Regions from separate parts of the Mus musculus genome. Here regions 2, 3, 4 and 5 are each linked to region 1. A link is a contact called in public promoter capture Hi-C data. All regions are on one chromosome and are shown on one strand. Each heading gives the region's core, a stretch centred on a gene start, on an enhancer-like site or on the middle of the called end of the contact. The rest is flanking DNA. Distances are from core to core; before and after follow the strand shown. Region 1 holds the start of Map1lc3b (microtubule-associated protein 1 light chain 3 beta). Region 2 holds the start of Dnaaf1 (dynein, axonemal assembly factor 1). Region 3 holds the start of Nup133 (nucleoporin 133). Region 4 holds the start of Galnt2 (polypeptide N-acetylgalactosaminyltransferase 2). Region 5 holds the start of Urb2 (URB2 ribosome biogenesis 2 homolog (S. cerevisiae)).

Region 1 (2,700 bases), core at 110-2,609:
TACAAAACAACAAAGTTCGGGCAATTAACAATGCAAAGCAAGCAAACAAAGGAAAGTAACCAGCCCTCAGGATTTCACTCCATAATGTGTTTTCAGCTTTTCCCGGTCACAGAGATGTAGAAGATCCCTTGGACAAACAGCACTTGAAGAAGGTTATTTCCATTTAAAGGAGGAAGTCTGGGCTGTAGGGATAGTACAGTGTCAGGTGGTAGGTCTGCAGGGTCACAAGGCTGGCTCAGATGTGGCATCACTGGGGGTGGGATGGGGGTGAGGTGGCTGCTCCACACTCTAGACCTGTCTGTCACCTGCTCCTACAAACTGAAGATAGGAAGTAGCTTGAGGCCCAGAGAAAGTGCTAAACCGTGGCTGACTGACCATTGGCCTGGCCTGAGGAGACTGAAACCTGTCCTAGCCTGTAATCAGGCCCAGGCTCAGCAGGAGTCAAAGTGAGGACATGCCTGTGATAAAGCCACCCTGGGGTCACCTGAGGTAGAAGGATCTGTCTGAGAAGGGACAGCTGAGATAAAGCTCTTGGGACAGAACTGTGCTCTGTGGCTTTCCAAGGTGGATCCTGTCGGGATCAGGCCTCTGCTGCAGTTCCTGGACACAGTCTGATTGCTCACCAACCAAAAAAATCTAAAAAAACAAAAAACGTGATAGGTGGTAGTAAGGAAATGAGGGCACACATGGGCTAGCACCCTGGAAAGATAGGTGAGCCATGCCCCTCAAATTCCATGCTCAGCAAGCTCAGACACATAAAAGGGCTTTTATGGGAAGAGAGAGTGGACAGGTTGCACAGCAGGTGTTGTCATCGTCTTTCTTTTTGCTGGAACAAGTCATTGATCTTGCCCTCCAGTGACAAGTCTGTAGTCCCTAAGACCTTGCTTCTCTGCGACTTCGACTTAGGAGTAAATACTTGTGTTTATGGCAGCACAAGACTCGCAGGGGAAGAGCCACAAGATCAGATCCAACCATAAGTCTCCAGACGTCTCCATAATCGTAAAGATTTAGCAGGCAAGACCACAAGTCAGTTTTTTGTTATTTGGGTTGGGGGTGGGTAGAATTTAGGAATATCAAATACAGCGGCAAGGGAGCGGACATTGGACCACCAGCTGGATCATGCAAGGACTGAAGGGGAATGAAGTCTGCAGGACTCCATCGCACCAGCGCCCGACCCACGCAGACAGTTAACAGATGCTCGCCCAGCGTGTGCCCAGCGAGCGCCCAGCGTAGCTGGCGTAGGCGCAGGCGCATGGCTTGGGCGCGTGCACGCTTGCGCGCCGCCGAGCTTCCGCCACGCCTGTCATGGCCGCTCTCGGGGGCCGCCCTCGGCCCCACCCTCGGTGACGCGCCGCGAGTCACCTGACTCGGCTGCGGACTGAGACACACACAAGGGAAGTGATCGTCGCCGGAGTCAGATCGTCTGGCTCGGGACCCCCGCGCGCCATGCCGTCCGAGAAGACCTTCAAGCAGCGCCGGAGCTTTGGTGAGCCCCGCGGGCCCGGGGATGGGAGATCCGGGTGCCGGGAGCGCTGAATGCCCGGACGCCGGTGGTGTCTTGCGGGGCCGAGACCCGGCGGGGCCCGGAGCGACGCAGCCAGTGGGATATTGGTCTCGGGGGGGTTCGGTCTCCGGGGTAGCTCGGGTGCTCAGCGTCGCCTTGGCCGTCGGTCGCCGATGGGCTCGGCGTCCCCTGCGGGACTGGAGGCCCGACCCCGGTGGCGTAGGGTACCGCAGGCTCTGCGCGCTTGGCTGTGTCCTTCGTGGGCCCCAGGTCCGGGCGCCCCGCAAGCCTCGGAGCAGCACCCAGCCGCCTTTGCACCCGAAGTCGTCTTGGGCATATGTGTGTGTGTGGAGGGGGGGGTGGCCTTTGTCTCATAACGGAAACTTAACAGCTGTTTTGTTTTGTTTGCTTGTACTGATCTTAAGTTATTCTGGAACAGCCCTCAAGAAAGGAGTGTGGGTTGGGGAAAATGAGCCGTGCACAAACATTAGCTCTGACGCGGGTCCCCAGAGTGGCCGGGGGTAATCTCTCCGAAGCTCCATCTGGCTTGCGATTGTTTTTCTCTAGATTGCCTTCCCTCTCTCCCTAACCCAGCTATTCTGAAGAAAGCGCGGGCATCCGATTGCTGCGGCTTTCCTTTGCTTTTTGACTTTATTGGACCTAAACTGGTGGGCACTGACAGTTGAGAGGTTCCCCACACAGATGTTCAAAGCGGCCCCTTTGAGGAGGCCAGGACCGGTCTTGCTCCTTTCCAGTGAGTTTGGAGGGATTTAGGTTGGAGCTCTAGAGTTTCCACTATCCAGACTGCGGGAATGTTTACAAGGTGGATGGATTTAGGTAGGGCTCACCCCAAACCGACCCTTTGTAGCTGAAGCACCTGGGTGGGGCTTAGGGCGGTGAAGCTCAGGGTCCGCCTAGTGGCAGAGTCCCATTAGCTTTCTGTTATAAATTCTTACACTTCCAGTAAGCAGCGATCATCCCCAGTGCTGTAAGGAAGGAGACTGGCAGCCAGGAGGCCCGTGTAGGCTTGCAGATTCTTAGAAGGACGCGCCCAATTTCCCAAGTTTAGAACTGATCACGTGATTTCAGGCTTCTCAAGTGGTTCCACTGAGTTTTTCTGGGGTGATCCAGTGTTTGCTTCCCCACCCCCAAAACGGTCCTAAACTCCAGGTTACTGGGTGTGTATCCGCAGGAAA
Region 2 (2,700 bases), core at 174-2,673, 2.0 Mb before region 1:
AAAATGATGGATCTCGTTACATGAATTTTGCCTCAATTAAAAAAATATGCACTGGGGACTGGTTAGATGGCTCAGCAGATTGTTTTTGCTGTGCAAGCTTAAGGACCTGAGCTGAGGTCCCCAGCAGTATCTAAGAGTGGGTATGTAAGCAGAACCAATTTGTAATTTCAGTATTGGGAAGAAAGGAGCAGACGAGAGGACCCTGGGGGCCAGTCAGTCAGTCAAACATAAAGAAAACTCTTGAGTTCTGTGAGAGACGTTTTCTCGAAAAATAAGGTTGCAAGTGACAGACACTGACCCGTAGCCTCCACACCCACACATAAATAAACAACACTCCCCCCGCCCCAACACACACACACACCCTCCACTGATAAAGTAACGTTGGACATGGCGCGTCTGTAATATTTTAGCAATGACTAGGGTCACTCTGAAAAAGCCATCCCACCCTTGGGAATGAAGTTACAACACCACCACCTGTAAAAAGCGGCTAACGCTTCTCCCCTACAACGAGAATTCGATGAGGTGACGCATAAAAAGCATTTGCAACAGTGCCTTCCCGCCACCCCTCAATAAACCGGAGCCACTAGGCAGGATCATCGCTCAGGGTTCGATGCTAGCGACCCCTATTCGTACTGACCCGAGTTTATGAAGAAGCTAAGAGCGCTGTCCCCGCGGCTTCACTTTATCCCCTTCCTCAATCGCACCCGGGTGTACTACACAAGAGGAAGGAAACGGACGCAACGACATCCCAGGATCTCAGCGAAGGCTCGGCCCAGAGCCCTGGCAGGTGGTCGTTGAGACTCCCCGTGGGAACCCGAACCCGCTGCGGTCACCGCCCAGGGGTGCGGCTGAGTCCTGGTAGCAGAACAGGGACTCCCTGCTAGTGTCCCATCCCTCCCCAGTGGCGCCGGGCACGGCCCAGCGACTCTGCAAAACCCACCGGGCTCTGCAGAAGCTGCGCGCTTTCTTCAGCAGCGCGGCCATTCTGCATCAGTCCTGAGACTTAGAACCTACTTAGACCTAGCGACCAGGAATAAAGGAGGATAAAGAGACACCGACAAAAGGGCCGTCCCGGGGCGTGTCGCCTGTGCGAGCCTCCTGCCGAGGACCAGGCCCGGGACACCTGCTCAGGGAGCTGAGCGGCTGCCTAGAGCGCGGAACCAGAGTTCCCCGCTACGGGGCGCGGCGGGGGGGAGGGCGTTCCCGAGGGTCGGGGTCCAGGGGGCGTGGCCAGGGACGGAAGCGGGGCGCGAGGGGCGTGAGGGGCGCGGGCGCAATACCTGCAGCGAGAGGCGCGGTCTCCGAAGCCCGTCCCGCCCGCTGCCCGCGCGGCCGCCGCCCCGGGACACCACCGCAGGTCCGCTACCCACGTGATCCGCGCACGCGCCCGGGTGCAGTTTCCCCCGTGGCCCCCCCTCGGCTAGGCCCGCCCTCGGCGGCGTAACTGACTGCGCGTGCGCACTGGTTGCCGCGGCGACCGGGAAAGCGTTGGACAGCCAACGACGCGGACCGTAGAGTATTAGGGCTGAGTGGTCGGGCCAGGAGTGAGCATGCACCCCGAAGTCTCTGAGCCGCCGGTGGACAGCGTGGCGGAGCCCAGTCTGGAGGAGTCGGCAGGCGATCACGGCGACGCGGGGCCAGGGATCCGTAAAGAAGGTGCCTTAGCGCTGGGAAGCCAAAGGGGCGAGGGCTCGTGTCCCTCACACATGCCCATTTCACTCAGCTGGGGACAACCAGCACCCCTCACACATACCCATCCATACAGCTACAAGAACAGCACCTTTATTGATATGATCAATCCAGTACATATAGAAGACCCATTATTTATTCCATGATAATTTATTAGATACCTTCCTGTGGCTGGGAATTGTTTGCAATGAGTGTAAGACACAGTTCCCAAACAGTGTTCAGCGTCATTCAACAAACCACAAGTACAGAGAGTTCATCAGCTCTTGACGTTACATTTATCTAAGGCTTCTAGAGGCGCCTTGCAGGGTAAAAGTGCTTGCAACACAATCCTCCAGACCTGAGTTTGAATCTCAGAAGTACATACATGCAGAGGTTAAGATCAACCATGTGATTGCTGGGACTTGAACTCTCGGAACCTTCTGTAGAGCAGTCAGTACTCTTACCCGCTGAGCCATCTCTCCAGGCCCTGGAAAATGTCTTTCATATTTAATAGTGTGCACAGGGTTCTAACATCCAAGGAGAGACCAGCCCAGAACAAAGCTTGCTTCTTTTACACAGGTTTGAGCGATCAAACTGATCACACCCTGTTCTTGTGTGTGCTTTTATCAGTGAGTTGTTTTTATGTTGCCGCCCCTAAGTTACACTTTGAGCAATTAAACACGTTTACAGGAGTGGGAACTGTAGGTGCTCACACCTGGCAAAAGGGGTAGGGGGGAGATTTACACAGCAAACTGCATCACAGTTATCTCTGAACCAAAGTGGGGAGAGACAGAGCTCTTGCCCTGTCCCAGAGCTGCCCTTCTGCTGTCCCTGGTAAGAGAAATGGGCTTGCGGGCTGGAAAGTTGGCTCAGCGGTTAAGAACACTGACTGCTCTTCCAAACGTCCTGAGTTCAATTCCCTGCAACCACGTGGTGGTTCACAACTATAATAGGATCCATGGCCTCTTCTGGTGGGTCTGAAGACAGATACAATGTACTCATATAAATAAAATAAATCTTTTTAGAAAGAGA
Region 3 (2,700 bases), core at 186-2,685, 2.4 Mb after region 1:
GCAATAGTTGTCAGGTACTTTTGAGATTAATTTACTGGTTTTTTTGTTTGTTTTGAGCAAAAATGATGTATCAGAACATATATGCATCTTACTATCTTTTTAACCCATCATATATACATATATGTGTGTGTGTGTATATATGTGTATATATATATATATGATTGTATGATAGATAGATAGATATCGAAAAGCAAGTGCTCTTATCCCCAGAGCCATCTTTCCATCCCAGAAATTCACTTTTGAAAGATGAACAGAAGAAATTCTTCTAGAAAAAGGTAACCCAATTCTGAATTTTCGTGTTAATTACATTGAGGAGGGTAACAATTCTACTATACATGTGGACTTGGCAGCACACCAGCATCTTTAGTGAAGCACGCTCTCTCTCTCTCTCTCTCACACACACACACACACACACACACACACACAAAGTGCTTTTATGTAACCTAGTCACAACCATCACATTTTGTGGCCCAAGTCCTTTAACTGCCAATCAGTATGTAGTAATAAGCATTTGCTAGGCACTGAGAAAACATTTTTGCCAGGTTTGTAGGCTCTTACCATGACTCAGATAGGTGTACTGAATCCTGAGATGCTGAGATCCTGACTTAAAGCTGGAAGTGTTAAACAAAATGATGGTAGCCAGACAAGCTACTGCATGCTTGAAATAGAAGAATCTTAAAAGTGGATTGAGCAAAGTCAGCCTAGGGTACGTAGCATGGGCTGTCCCAAAGTGGACAGGACTGAGTTCCAGGCTGCATTCCTACACTATATCACAAAAAGACTACACCAGACCAAATGTTACTCGTGTCAAACGCCACAGAGTCAAACCACAACTTTAAACAAACAGCAGCCCGACACTGACCTGTGTCAACATAATAAAGAAATGACTTTTTAATCTTTACAATAATCTGAAGTATGTTCCTACCTTGCAAGCGTAGTGCTCAAAAGGTTCTTTCATTCTTTTCTGTAGCGCGGAGACAGAGTGAATCCATGGGTCCAATAAAGAGTTAAACAGAGAACGGGCAAAACGAGGGCCACCATTAAGCAGCGACAATAAAACGCGAGAATGACCAGAAGTACTTTCGAACTCTGCGGCAGCTTACCCCACTGCCAGGCTCCACCTCCCCGCTGTGGAGCGGACCCCGCTGGTCCCCGAACCCCCACTTACCGTGAGCTCACCGAGCTGCGCCGGCCTGCGGGCGAGAACAGCACGGGCGAGTTAACCGCAGATCCCAGAGACAGACCCCTCCTGCTCGCTCTAGGCGTGGACGTGGGCCCGATCCCGACTAGCGGACCGCGTCGGGTCCCCGGCCCTGGGGTTCGCGGAGAGGAGACGCTCGGAAACATGTTTGCAGAGAGCGTGGAGGAAGCGGCACTCGCGGGCTAATAGCGAGAACCTCGCGCGCCCGGAGCTTGAACACCTGAGGGGCGGGAAGGCGCCTAGAGATGACGTAAGGGGGCGCTCAGCGAGTAGGGAGGGGAAGGCGCATGGCAATGACGTCAAAGATCGGCGCCGAGACTCGGGGCAAGGTCGGAACTGGGAGCGCTTTGTTGACGTCACATCCAGTACCGGGGAGGGGCGGGGCAGGCGATTTGGAGTCCTGCGACCCGATTCACCGCGGTGGATCCAGTGCTCCGGACCGAGAGCTTGCCAGAAGCGCCGGTCTCCGGCTGGAGCTGACCCTCCGCGGCGAGCGTGGGCTGGGGAAGGAGGCGCCCGTGGGCGGAGCTGAGGAAGTCGCGCTCTGGGCGGCGGTGGTGTGCTCACAGTTTTTCCCAACCTAATTCAGATCGGTTCAGGCTTGTTCTTCGTTCGATTGTCTGGGCTCTGCAGCGGGTTGCAGCTTTTTGCTTTCCAGGCACAGCTTGCATTTTGATGGGTCTGTCCTACTGCCGGAGATTCGGAAATGACAGTGCCCCCAGTCCCCGGGCATGTTCACTCTCATCGCTGCCCCTGAAGTTCCAGACCCTAGTAGAAGCCGATAGCAGGCGTGCACACAGTTCTGTTAGTCCTCTGCGGCTGTTTCGGAAGACCGTAGTGTGTGTATGGGGGTGTCTTTTCCATTCTGCTCCCCACATTACTAAACAGTGAACTGAGATTAGCCCGAGGCTGTACTAGAGTTTGTAAATATTCAGGGCTGATAACTGCCCAGGGACCCTTGCTGAACTTGTGAGGTCCCTTGTTACTTCGGGTGGCCTTTCCTTTTCGGTTTTTTCATTGTGTCCCACTTAGACAACATTGTAGCCAGACTTTTGACCACTTTATGGGTTCCTATTTCTACCACTTGTCTCCCTCTCAACCCCCCAACACTAGGTAGGAGAAAGAAGGCTAGAGGAAAAGGGGGCTTCGATATCCGTAGACTACTTCCTGCTGATAGAGGCATCGAGTTCCTTGGGGCAGTTTTGATCTTTTAAGAGCTCAGAAAGCCAGAAGGAGGGCATTGGACTCTGAAGTTAGTTACAGGGGGGTTGTGCGCCACCTAGCATGGGTGCTGGGAATTGAACTCGGAAAAAAAAAGAAAAGCATTTAGAAGTAGCTACTTGAGCCAGGTGTGGCTGCACACACCTATAATCTCTGTAGGACCAGAAGTTGTTCAAAGCCACCCTGGGCTACATGAGACACTGTCTCAAATGCCAACAAACAAACCCAATTACCTGAGAGACCATTATGGACACAAGGTTGTTAGGCATATCAGAAGT
Region 4 (2,700 bases), core at 23-2,522, 2.6 Mb after region 1:
CTGATGCTATGCTGGGGGAGGGGCCACTTGCTTGTCTCTTTCCTGCTCTTTGGGGTTTGTCCTGCTTCCTCTTCTTTCCCTTCACTCCCAGGCCTCTGAGGGGCAACAGTTGTTCCCACTTATCTGACTGTCCCCAAGACTCTTGGGTGTTTTCAAGCCTGTCATCTCTTCAGTATTTTACAAATCTCTTCCCTGGTCAGTACAGTGCTCGGATTCTAGTACTTGGAACGGAACTTCTTAGGGTATGAGAAACCTGTCTTCTGTGAAGGGTGTTTGCAGAATGGGGTGCCTGGTGGAATGGGGTGCCTGGTGGAATGGGATGTCTTCAGGAATGGGGTGTCTTCAGGAATGGGGTGTCTGGTGGAACTAAGAGGCTTTCCCTTCTCACTTCTGAGAAGTCTGAAGTTCAGGTGAGGCTCAGAATCCTGGTAGCCCAAGGCTTGCGGTGCTCTTTGTTCAGGATTGGGCAGACTGCCGCCCAGGGAGTTCCTTCCTCCTGCAGTGTGGGCAGATCTCAGAAATATTTGCAGGCTCTCAAGTACTGGAAATTCTTTTCCAGACACAGGGACTTAGAGTCACAAGGTCATGGACAAGGTTACAGTCACCAGAGCTGCTGTCAGGGAACTCGCTGCTGCCTGCTCTATTAAGTGGGTTACTATGCTCACCTCATTCCTTCAAGAAAGCAACCAATAAAAAACCGAAAAGATTTAAAAACATAAATTACCATCTATCTCCCCTCTTTTTCACGTTTATTTAAAACCACCACCATTCCATTTTGCTTTTAAGAGCAGGAAGGGTCATCCTTACAAGCAAGCGCCTTGAAATCTACCTTCCCTGTCTTAGTCTTGTTCAGACCACAGGGCAGTGCATTCCTGTTATCCCAGGACTCAGAAGTCTGATGCAAAAGGAGTGCTGCGAGATTGAGGCCAGCATGGGCTGGATGGTGAGTTCGAGGTCAGTCTGGATTATAGGATGAGACCTTATATTAAAAAAGAGAAAGCACAAATAAAAAATAAAAACCCAAGAACCCACTATTGCCCAAATAGTGAATGTGACGGATGGCGGGCCGGGGCGATCTCTGCAGACTGGCCCATTCCAAGTCTTTGGGGAACCGCGCGTCCGCGCCCGCTGCCTCCACCTGCCACTCCCGGGGGCGCGCAGTGGGCGGGGCGCCGCTGCCATGGAGACTCGGCTCCGCCCCCGCGCCCGCCCCTCAGCGTCGATTGGTCGCCCTTTGCTCCCTGACCCCGCCGCTGGGCCGCCGCTTCCTGCCGGGCGCCGAGCGCCGAGCGCCGAGCGCCGCCCGCCGAGCGCCGCGTCTTCCCGCGCCGCCGCCCCGAGCTCCGCCCGCCGCGCGCTCCGCCCGCCGCGCCGCCAGGCTGCCCGGCGGCCGCCCAGAGCGAGGATGCGGCGGCGCTCGCGGATGCTGCTGTGCTTCGCGCTGCTCTGGGTCCTGGGCATCGCCTACTACATGTACTCGGGGGGCGGCTCCGCGCTGGCCGCGGGCGGGGGCGGCGCCGGCAGGAAGGTGAGTGCCGCGAGGCCTGTGCGCCGACCCGGGCCTGCAGCGGGGAGGCGCCGTGCACCGAGAGTGCTCCCCGGCTCGGGGCAGCAGATGTGGGGACCCTGGCCGGGACGCGCGCCTCAAGTTTTCTCCGGGCCCTCAGGCCAGCGGCGCGAGCTCCGGCCCTGTCCGGCTCACCCGCGGCTCTGGGTGCAGCGACTTGCCTCCCGCATGCGGGGCGCGGGCACCCGGAGCCACGTACCGCCCTGCGCCAGGATCTTGGAGGCTGTTATCTCGCTGGCGACACTGCGCTCCACTCCCTGTGCCGGGATCATAGGGACAACCCTTCCGCCGGACTCCCTGCCCCCTGCTCCGTACTCCGCCCAGATCACCCCGGAGCCCCACTCCCTGCTCCGGGATCTTGGGGATCGTTGTCACCCGAAACCCGGTGCTCCCCGAGCCACATTCCGCCCAACTGGAACCCGCGACCCTCTCGTCTTGCGCCCAGATCTTGGGGACCTTGGTCGGGCTGGAACCCTGGTGCTCCAGTGATCAGAGGCGTGATCCCTCCCTATCCTCCCCATCCAGCACCCCGGCAGTGAGGTCGTACCGTGGTTCTGTCAGACCTCCCGTTCTACTTGCTACACTGCCCACCTCGGCCCTTGGCCGCTCACGGCGGCGGGAACTACCTAGCCTTTTGCGCTTGCATTTCCTAACCCCAAGTCCGCATTTCCTAACCCCAAGTCCCTCCTCGGTGTGTGTCTCTGGTGGGTTCGGTAGTGAGGCCGGGAGTCTTAGAGCTTACAGGTTCTGATTCGGCAGTCATCTCGGCTTGGGTACCGAGTGGACACCGAGCGAGCGTGGGATCCTTGCCTTGGTTGGTGCTGTCTAGGCTGTTGTATTCTCTCCTGAGGGGTTTGTGGTGTTTTACTAGCTAACGAGCTTCGAAATATAGTTATCTTTTCCAAAGATTTGTAGCCCTCCTTACTTGATTTTGAGTAACAGTACACGACCAGAAAAGAATGGAGGTAGATCGCGGCTTAGGGAGATAGGGGGTAGAATCTTGAGTAGGATGGACTGCCCATGAGCAGCCGCCGACTTTACCCCTACTCAGACACTGAATGTCAAAGGCACATGGCTGATTCCCTTTTTCTCTGGCATCTTCAAGTTATTCCTAGCTGCAGGTACGGAGGGAG
Region 5 (2,700 bases), core at 133-2,632, 2.4 Mb after region 1:
TGGCGTCACACAAGGTCAAGCTAAAACAAGTCAGAAAAGAAGCAAAGCCCCTTCTTTTGTCCCCAGATGTTGTTCATAGATTGTGACAGAGTAACAAAAAGAATAACCAGTTACTAAGTAGTCAGAAGAGGTTTTTGCCTCTCTTCAGTGACAGAAGTACACACAAATCTCACAGTTGGAAGACTGTCCCAAAACACACGAACCAAATTTATTTATTACTGATGGCAAATACTGAAGGCACAAACTGACATTTTGGGTTTTCTGATTTAATATTCGCTTTATAGTTCATAAAACAAGGCTCTCATATGTGTATGTGTGTGTGTATGCACGTGTATTTAGACCAAGTCTCACTCTGTGGTTTAGACTGGTGCAGAACTCACTTCGTACACCAGGATGGCCAACAATTCGCAGCAATCTTTCTGCCTCAGCCTACAGAGTGTGGGGATTACGGAGTGCGCCACCACTACCAGCAGAGTCTGGGCTTAAATTACCCTCCCATTTTACAGGAGAAGAAACCGAGGCAGCAAGCTCGCCTGCTACACGGCTTGCAACTCTAAGTCTCTGCGGTCACCAACTCCATCCGTGACACTCAGCCCCAGGTTACAGCCAAAAAGTCTGTAACCTGGAGAAAGGCAGACTCCCTTCCTACTTCACTTTCTAATAGGGCGGGTCGGACTGGACGGGACTCCCGGCAGAGCCCCGAGGCTATCCTCCACCTGCCGGTCCCGGCGAAGGGGAAAACTCACCTCTCGACGCCGGAGCCACAGCGCCTGCGAGGTCCGCGGGGCCGCGTCTCCCCGCGGCAGCCGCGAGCCCTCCGTCCGCTGCCCACTTCCGCCGAGCGCCCTCGTGAGCTCGCAGTTGGCTCCGCGCGAGGGCGCCCGGCGGGGCCGCGGGGTCTCCGGGCGCGTGCAGCCGGGGCCGCCACGTGCGGGGTCGCTCGGACCCGCGCGCGCGCGAGCAGGGCCGGGACTGCGCAGGGGCGGGCGCGCGCGCGCGCGCTCTCCCGCCCGAGGCCCCTCCCCCGCGTCCCCTCCCCCCCCCCGCCCTGTCCCGCGCCCCGCCCGCACTCACTGAACATCCCAGGCGGCTCCCGCTGCCCCGCCGCCGCCCCGGCACCGGCTGCTTCCGTATCGGTTGCCCGCCGTAGGACTCCGTACGACGACCGGCTAGCCGGGTCCCCGCGCCCTACGTCCTCCCGCGCTCGCGGTTCTCGGTGGCCGCCCCATGACCGCCTGACGGAGCGGGCACGCCGGGCTAGGCCGCGGACGCGCGACGCCGCCGCGGCCAGGGCGCGCTCGGCGCTCCTCTAGCGATGTCTGCGTGACGCCCCTCCCCGCCCCGAGCCGTTGGCGTCAACGTCTGCCGGAAGCGCCTCCCTCACATGTGGCTCGCCGCCGTGGAGGTCCCAGGTGAGCGGACGGTTGGAGAGTTTGGGTTTCCTCTGCGCCGAGGCGCCAGTTTGGCGGATGCGGACACCAGTCCTAACAGGAGGGAACCGGCTGGAGAGCCGGGATCGGAGGAGCCTCTGCCCGAGGGAGTTCCCGCTATGGAACCCTGCTTGAGGTTCTGAACTGCTTTACCCCGAACTGAAGGAGCTCCACTTGAGAGAACCTTGATCTGAGGGAGACCCACGTTAGAGAGCACCCCGATCTCCTACACGGAGCTCGGACTCGAGGGAGCCCCGATCCAGGTAGTAGGATTTGAAGGTATCATGATAAACTAGAACCACCACCTCCTCCTCCTCCTCCTCCTCCACCACCACCACCACCACCACCACCACCACCACCACCACCACCAAAACCAAACTTTTTATTTGTATGGGTGTTTTATGTACACCCGCAGAGGATAAAAGAGGGGCGTTCCTCTAGAACTGGAGTGGTGGTTGTGAGCCAAGATGTGGGATATTGGGACTCGAACCTGGGTTCTCTGGAACAGCAGTAAGTAATCCTAACCACGGAGTCATCTTTCCAGCCCCCTAGAACATTGATTCTCAACCTTCCTAATCCTGCAACCCTTTGTTCATGTTGTGGTGACACGCCCCCCCCCCCCCCGCCATGAAGTTATTTTGTTGCTATATTATAATTGCAATTTTCCTACTGTTGGAAGCATAATGTGAATAAATACCTGGTTTGCAATCTTGTGGGCGTGTGACCCGCAGGTGGAAAAACCCTGCCCTAAACCCTTCCCGAGGTAGTCAGAGGGCGAGGACAGGAAGGGAGGCCTCTCAGTTCTGAAGGCCTGTAGTAAGCTTTCCAAAGTGCACAGTCTCTTGCCTCAACACAGCAGCGTGGTGAATGTTCTGTCAGGGTTTAAGCTAAGTTGTTTACCATAATGGAAACAAACTTTATGACTTTTAAAAACTCAAAAGGTTTAGCTGGGTTTCATAGCAAGTGTAGGTTGTTAATGTATCCTTTCCTTTGTTACTTGGGATTTTAAAGATTGTATATGGTTTTTGTCTACTGTAGCTGTGTGTGACGAGTTACTGTTACAGTAGAAGTAAGAGCATTTTTATTGAAATTAATGCCTGAATTCTGTTTCTTTCTCTCTTTGCTCCTTTTGTCTGACATTCATGAGGATCCTGGGGAGAAGATGCAGAATTCCCTGGAAATTGACTTACAGATCGTTGTGGGTGCTAGGAACTGGACTCGGGCTCTCTACAGGAGTCACAAGTGTTCTTTACTGCTGAGCCGTTTCCTC

The links. Promoter capture Hi-C pulls out the DNA fragments that hold promoters and counts their contacts. Capture Hi-C pulls out chosen DNA fragments and counts their contacts.
Region 2: a promoter capture Hi-C map of pre-B cells shows a contact between it and region 1, with 2.9 times the contacts expected there. The contact joins the promoter of Dnaaf1 here to the promoter of Map1lc3b in region 1. A contact is called at or near these places in 1 of 39 promoter capture datasets (pre-B cells), 1 of 484 Hi-C or Micro-C datasets (CD4 T cells), 1 of 115 datasets of contacts at active chromatin or transcription factors (thymic regulatory T cells) and 1 of 9 other capture datasets (liver).
Region 3: a promoter capture Hi-C map of pre-B cells shows a contact between it and region 1, with 2.9 times the contacts expected there. The contact joins the promoter of Nup133 here to the promoter of Map1lc3b in region 1. A contact is called at or near these places in 1 of 39 promoter capture datasets (pre-B cells) and 2 of 9 other capture datasets (adipose tissue and liver).
Region 4: a contact with region 1 is called in a promoter capture Hi-C map of pre-B cells, with 5 times the contacts expected there. The contact joins the promoter of Galnt2 here to the promoter of Map1lc3b in region 1. A contact is called at or near these places in 2 of 39 promoter capture datasets (liver and pre-B cells) and 1 of 115 datasets of contacts at active chromatin or transcription factors (embryonic stem cells).
Region 5: a promoter capture Hi-C map of liver shows a contact between it and region 1, with 5 times the contacts expected there. The contact joins the promoter of Urb2 here to the promoter of Map1lc3b in region 1. A contact is called at or near these places in 2 of 39 promoter capture datasets (embryonic stem cells and pre-B cells) and 2 of 9 other capture datasets (adipose tissue and liver).

The regions. Positions count from the first base shown.
Region 1 is chr8:121,589,079-121,591,778 of GRCm38.p6, forward strand. It overlaps Map1lc3b (microtubule-associated protein 1 light chain 3 beta), which reads left to right and starts at 1,360. Exons shown (of 4, transcript NM_026160.5): 1 at 1,360-1,486. The coding sequence starts at 1,447.
Region 2 is chr8:119,573,812-119,576,511 of GRCm38.p6, forward strand. Dnaaf1 (dynein, axonemal assembly factor 1) reads left to right here and starts at 1,424. Exons shown (of 12, transcript NM_026648.4): 1 at 1,424-1,656. The coding sequence starts at 1,551. It overlaps Hsdl1 (hydroxysteroid dehydrogenase like 1), which reads right to left and starts at 1,364. Exons shown (of 5, transcript NM_175185.5): 1 at 1,281-1,364.
Region 3 is chr8:123,947,830-123,950,529 of GRCm38.p6, forward strand. Nup133 (nucleoporin 133) reads right to left here and starts at 1,436. Exons shown (of 26, transcript NM_172288.2): 1 at 1,169-1,436. The coding sequence starts at 1,347.
Region 4 is chr8:124,230,122-124,232,821 of GRCm38.p6, forward strand. Galnt2 (polypeptide N-acetylgalactosaminyltransferase 2) reads left to right here and starts at 1,273. Exons shown (of 16, transcript NM_139272.2): 1 at 1,273-1,528. The coding sequence starts at 1,406.
Region 5 is chr8:124,020,115-124,022,814 of GRCm38.p6, forward strand. Urb2 (URB2 ribosome biogenesis 2 homolog (S. cerevisiae)) reads left to right here and starts at 1,383. Exons shown (of 10, transcript NM_001368414.1): 1 at 1,383-1,412. Taf5l (TATA-box binding protein associated factor 5 like) reads right to left here and starts at 1,283. Exons shown (of 5, transcript NM_133966.3): 1 at 1,075-1,283. Mir1967 (microRNA 1967) reads left to right here and starts at 2,527; the gene lies at 2,527-2,608.